Regions from separate parts of the Mus musculus genome. Here region 1 is linked to region 2. A link is a contact called in public promoter capture Hi-C data. All regions are on one chromosome and are shown on one strand. Each heading gives the region's core, a stretch centred on a gene start, on an enhancer-like site or on the middle of the called end of the contact. The rest is flanking DNA. Distances are from core to core; before and after follow the strand shown.

Region 1 (3,377 bases), core at 90-2,589, 360 kb after region 2:
ATATTTAGATACATATGTATATAGATATAGATATATGTGTGCAATAATAATTAGGGAAAAAAAGAAAACCTGAGTCACAGAACAAGGAAGAGACTATGGGACAGTTTTGTAGAAATAAGAAGAGCAATATAATTATATTAATATATCAAAGTTATACAAGTACAAAATAATTGAAAGCAAATATTTTGTAATTTCATAGATAGACTTTTCTCTCACTGAATTCCTGCTTTCCTATGACAAAAAATTCAAAGTGAATTCAAAGTTACAGCAAAAGACAATGAGTTTAAATCTCTGAAATGATTCAAAATGAGAAAGGGGTGGATCTTAAAACAAATGTAATTTGAGGATTGAAGAGTTCATAAATCACCCTCATTTTGTGGACACATTAGCAAACAACAAATAGGAAAATAAATACTCCATGAAAACAGATTCAGGCACAGTGACTAAATTCCAGAATCCTACTCTATCTTTAAAGCATTATTTGCTAACCCATGGATGTAGTGTCTTTATGAATCACTCTCGATGTTTGTTAAATCCTCTTCAGACACAGTGTTAATAGAGTGGTAACATGATCTCCCACTTTCTACATACATTGGAGAGATCAGAAAAGAAAATGTTAACATTGTGGTGGCTCACTTACAAAGTAACATAATTCTTTTTTATCTTCTTAAAGACATGTCAGTTTGCTGAAAAATAATTAGTTTGAAGTCTAAAAAGTTACTCATTTTAATGACTATGAAATTAAAAGATATCCAATTCGTAGGGATGAAATCAATCCCACATCGACCTAGATAGATTTAGAGTCTGTTAGGTACTTTGTCCTGTTCAATGGCTGTATTTATTTAGGTGAAATTTCATTTTGAAAATTAATCTTGTTACATGTACTATTTACACATTTATAAGATAAATTTCTTCTTTGTCTCTAAATTATAATTTAGAGGCTATTCACACTTTTCAAATTAGAGAACTGAGAAAAATCACTTTATTCAATTTCTCTCTTATTGCTTATCAGAGACTATTTCCAAAAATAAATTTATTTTTACTATCAATATGTTTTCTGATTTTATTTAAATATTTTATAATTTAGTTTCTATTAATACTGCTTTAGTAAAAAGAATTTAAAATATTCTCATAGACATACAGGAGTTAAAATATTTGGCTTGAAATTGCATGTTTCAGATCCCCTTCCACTTACCTTCCCCTTTAGCAGTAGAAAGCCATGCAGTTAGGAGGATATTGGATAAGAGCAACATGCTGCAGAACCCCATGTTCTCAAACTTAAAGCTCCAGATGTGGTGGTCCTTCTGGGAACCCCGTCATTAACAATGCTGTGTATCACATTGGACTTCAGTGTATTACTAGCATCCAGTTTGGTAAATGTCAAAGTTCAAAAAGGAGGAGCAAAACAAACATTTTTCAATCAATTATTTCACAATAATAAGTTAATCATTTTACATTTATGGAGCAATGTAATAGCATTCAATTTTTAGTGCCAAGTTTCCTTGTCAGGCACATTGTTATGCTGAAAGAAAGAGGAGAGAATAAATTACTTTTGCCTTCTTATAGGCATGATAGCTGGTTAGGACAGTTGGTGATTTTCTTCTTTGTAAGCTTTCATGGCTACTTATAGTACAATGAATGGTAGGCCCCAGGTAGGAATCTTCAGAACAGATTCAGCTTAGGATCATTTGGGCCCTGTGGTATGGAATACACAATATGGAATGATCTTCCTCTTGGGGACAACAAAGTGTCATGGAAACAGTCATCAGTATCTTGACTTCTATTAGACAACCTTGACCAACAACTCAGAAGAGTGCTTCTCTTGTCAAGGACTGTTGTTTGTTAGATGGTTTTGGTTGTACATATGGGCCTTCACATATAGAACTGTCTGTTTGCGCATGTACACACACACACACACACACACACACACACACACACACACACACACACACACACACATTAATTCTGATTGAGGAGTTAATAATATAATTCCTTATGACATTCCCATGCACTATTTCAATATTCTTTCTCTTGTGTTTTTCTCCTTCCACTTCCCTAAATATGTCACTATTTCCTTTTTCCTATTCGTCCTGCTAAATAATTTGTATCTTATTCTCCTTTCTGTTGCTCATCCAACCTACTACTCTGGCAATGGTCTATATTTACCTTTCTGGTCTCTGCAGCTGATTTGGTGTATAGACTTGCATGTGAAGATTTGGAGCTAGGAGTCTCTAATAAGGGAGATCATGAGAAGTTTGTCTTCATGGGTCTGGGTTACCATACTCCATACAATCTTTTCTGGTTTGCTCATTTACCAGAGAAGTTTATGATTTCAATTTTCTTTATAGTTGAATAGTATTCCATATTGTATAATGCAGGGATGTTTATGATCTGCTCATCATTTGAAGAACATTTAGGTTGCTTGCATTCACTATGTATTGTGGAAGGGCAGGAATGAACATAGATGAGCAAGTATATGTGGGTCAAGATGTCAATCTGGGCCATGGGCAGAAGATCAGACAGTACACATCATCATATATTTTGTTTGAAAAGAGAAATGGTCAGATGGGCACTTGTTCACTGATTTATGGCCTATAGCTAATTTGTTGGTTAGATGAGCCTTAAAGAAAATCATGATTGCAAAATTAATGATAAGGACCTCTGTGTAAGAGATCTATGTAAATAGATCTTTCCAAATTTGCCAAAGGTATATAGAAACTTGATTACCATGGAAATGTTCATCAATAAGTGACTTTTGCTGAGGATGATTTCAATAAGCAAGTAGCCTAAATACCTCATTCTGTGAATAGTCAACCTCTTTTCACAGACATCCTTATCATTTTCCAATGCACCCTTGAACAATGTGGAGATGGTGAAAGGATAAGTAATATACATGGCCTTGACAACATGGACTTTCACTCACCAAAGCTGCCCTGGCTAAGCTTTATTCTTAGTGTCAAATCTGCCTGTAGCATAGCCCAATAGTGTGCTCCTGATGTAGCATGATTCACTGTGGAGACTAGCCAGAAACCTGGTAACAGGTTGAGTGATATTGCAACACTCCTTCTGTGGAAGGTGCACCTTGTTCTTCTGAAATGGATACTTGTTCTGGTTATAGCACCTTTCCTGCAAACAATGCCTCTGGGGAAAGTCCATCTGTGGATTTAAAAAATGCCCTTTTCACCATTGTGGAATTCTACACAGTATTGCATCTGACCAAGACCCATGATCATAGAATCCATCTTATCATGTTCCCCATTATTCTGCAGCAACTAGTCTAATAGAAAGATAAAAAGGTCTTTTGAAGATACAGCTACAGTGTGACATTTCATGGCAGTAGCTGGGAGGGCTGTTGCAGTGTTTTCCAGAGGGCAGAA
Region 2 (3,220 bases), core at 15-2,514:
GCCAGCATCACAGGATACCAAAGCCGGACAAGGCTATTCCTGATGAACAGACACCAGCACAAACAGGAAATTAGTAAACGCAGGAGAGCACTGAATGGAGTGTATACCACCAACTAGGACTTGCTCTTGAGATACAAAGATATGTTAAATAAGGAACCTAATCAATATACCACAGCAAAGACCAGAAGGTTGGGGCAGCAGTTTAATACTGGGCACTGCTATGCTTTGAATATATATTCCGAATAATCACATGTAGGACCCAAAGTTCTGTAACACAATAGTTTTCAGAGGTGAAGCCTAGGTGAAAAGAGTTGAGAGCTTTTGGTGCAGCTTCTAAGAACTTGACATTTGTCACTGGGCTGGGACAAGAAGTAGGCTCAGATAAGAATATTAGAAACACGGACCGTGGGGCTTTACTTAATTATTATCTTGTGTGATCTCTTTGCTTACTACTTTGCTTGACTGCTTTCTTGTGTGATCTCCTTGTTTACTACTTTGCTTGATTACTTTGTCTTTGATCTAAGAACCGACCATGTTTTTTGAATGTTGCTAGAAAGGTATAAAAGCAGGCTGGAGAAAAATAAACCTGCCTCAGCCTCAGTACAGGTTGGAGTCGCGCTATAATTTTGTCTAGCTGTTTTTCTTTTTCAATCCTCTCTCCCTCACTTGAGACCTTGAAGACTGACTGAGTTGGCTAGGTCAGGAAAGTGTTTAGGCTGTGGAGACAGGGTCTTTATAACTTGTCCATAGTGGTCATTCAAAACTTTCTCATAAGTGAGTAATACTGTAATACCCAAATACAGCACATATTGTGCCTTACTGCTTTTATAATTTGCTGTCATACTTTAAGAGAAGATCATTTATAATTTGGGAGACTACAGGCCAAACAATGTATTTTCATATCAAGTGTCCACTGCCTCATGCTCTCTAAGTTCATCTTTGCTCAGTTCAAAGCTTGTAAACAGCAGCGAGCAGGTAGACTTTGCCCTAGGAATAAATAGTTGTGACTCTGACTTGAAATATACCCTTCCGTATTTGGCCTGTATTCATTATTTATGCTGCTGTCATTTTTTTGCCTATGTTGCCTCATATGTTCTTATTAAACTCAGAAAATTATTGTCAGCTAATACTGGCACAATATTTTCAATTATTTGAGACTAGTTTAAGTAAAATGTTACCTCGTTCCAAAGGTACTTAGACAGACATTGTAATTATTAACTTGTTTTGTCAAGAGAAGTATTGAGTATTTAGTAATGAGATCCTGGGTGCTTTAGAGCTGTAAAAATCTTCATGAGACACACTGATGATGACGCTGAGACACTTGCCATTTATTCTTTTATTAATCCTCTCAGGAGAACTCTATGCAGAAGGTAAAATTCTTTTATTACTCTTTATTCTCTAAAATACATATAGAGAAGAGAGAGTCTAAGTGTCATCTAAGTATCATAGTTCTTGAATTTTGACCTAATATTTCACTTTCACATGCCAGTTTTGTAATGCATGCTTTACATAAAAGTAACTTGTTTAAACATCTTGATAATGTTTCTTTGGAATCCTTTATTTCTCTAGATTTGGGAGCACGGGGAGCCAGGGTCTAACTACTTTAAAGTGTTTTCTGGTTTATTAGTTATTCGCCAAATTAATGCTGATAATGCTGGTAATCTGGTCAATTTGAAAGTCACATATTTGCCTTAATTATAATTTTAGGCAAGGATCTATGCATAATAGTAACACTTGCATAAGTTTAGTTCTCTCCTCTTTTTAAGAGGAGAGAATATAATGTGGGAAATTTGAAAAAGAACAAAATCACTAGCAAGGTTTCTCCTCATGATTCTATTTTCTTTGGAGTTATTACATAGGGATTATTTTGATGCCAATATTGTTGATTATAGAAACAGGGATATTGGGAGACAGTGAGAGATATGAGTCTGTCAAAATAATGCTATAAATCAAATTGTCCAGAGATATCAACACTACAGATTTGATGTATCAGCCAGGACAGTGAGCCCATTGGTTGGTGTTGTCTCTTCTTTCCAGAGCAGTGGCCCTTGTGGCCATCACTGTCCTCCATAGCAGCTACTTTGGGTCTTACCATGGTAAACGTGTGATTATGCATGGGAAATACTAGAATGTTTGGGAACTTGACTGTGTGTGTTTCACTAGATGCTGACAATGGTGTGGTGACTATAATTTTGTCTTGTTTTTCTCAGCTCTGGCTGACATTATCATTATTTTCTTTCTAAGGCAGCAGAACATGGAGGTAACCATTCTGACTTCATTACCATGGGACACTTTGCCTCCTCAAACAAGTCACATGGCTTATATGCAACTAGGTTCTTTCATTCATTATTACCCTTTTGAAAATGATTTGAAATTATAGGCGTCTATCAAGCCCACTCTATTGGAAGATTGTCTAAACTAGTGGTTCACAACCTGTGAGCTATGACCCCTTTGGAGTCATGTATCGGATGTCCTGTATATCAAATATTTACATTATGATTCACGACAGTAGCAAAACTATACTTAGGAAGTAACAAAATAATTTTATGGTAAAGGGATCATAACAACATTAACTGTATGTATGAAAGGGTCACAGTATTAGGAAGGTTGTGAACCACTAGTCTAAACTAGTGGAGGTGTGTAAGCTATATGCAAAATTTTAATCGCTGAATGTAAAAGATTTGATCATCCATGGGTTTTGGCATCTATGGGGAGCCTTGGAGTCAACTCCCTGCCAATACAGAGTATCAACTGCATGGTTACTGAGCACTGAAACAGTTGATCCAAGCAGAGCTGATCTGTGAATGGAAGGCCTGCTGGATTTAAAAAGTGTGAACAAAGAATATAGAACACTTTAACATATTAGATTAAATAAACCCTATTATTAAAGCAAAGTAAGCATTCATTTTTATTTTTACTCTTACCAGTGTAACTTTCAGAAGTGTTAAAATTGCATGTGGGATGACATGGTGTATCTATGAGAGTGTTCTACAAAGCAAGGACAAGCTTCCAAGAAGTCACCGGTCAGTTACTCTGAGTAACACAGCTGTTCCGAATTGCCAGTTTATATAAAGAGCAGTGGGCATTATATTAGATATTTAGACTGAGACAGTATCACTTCTAAACTTAGGTTATGAAAGTAAGTGCAAACTGAAAGATCTGCCGAAACAAAAAACAAAAACAAACAAAACCAAAAACCAAAACCAAAACAAAAAAAGCA

Evidence for each region. Promoter capture Hi-C pulls out the DNA fragments that hold promoters and counts their contacts.
Region 1: a promoter capture Hi-C map of liver shows a contact between it and region 2, with 4 times the contacts expected there. The contact joins the promoter of Cfhr2 here to the promoter of F13b in region 2. A contact is called at or near these places in 4 of 39 promoter capture datasets (embryonic stem cells, hippocampal neurons and liver).

Annotation. Positions count from the first base shown.
Region 1 is chr1:139,857,360-139,860,736 of GRCm38.p6, forward strand. Cfhr2 (complement factor H-related 2) reads right to left here and starts at 1,340. Exons shown (of 6, transcript NM_001025575.2): 1 at 1,196-1,340. The coding sequence starts at 1,268.
Region 2 is chr1:139,500,443-139,503,662 of GRCm38.p6, forward strand. F13b (coagulation factor XIII, beta subunit) reads left to right here and starts at 1,265. Exons shown (of 12, transcript NM_031164.2): 1 at 1,265-1,370. The coding sequence starts at 1,304.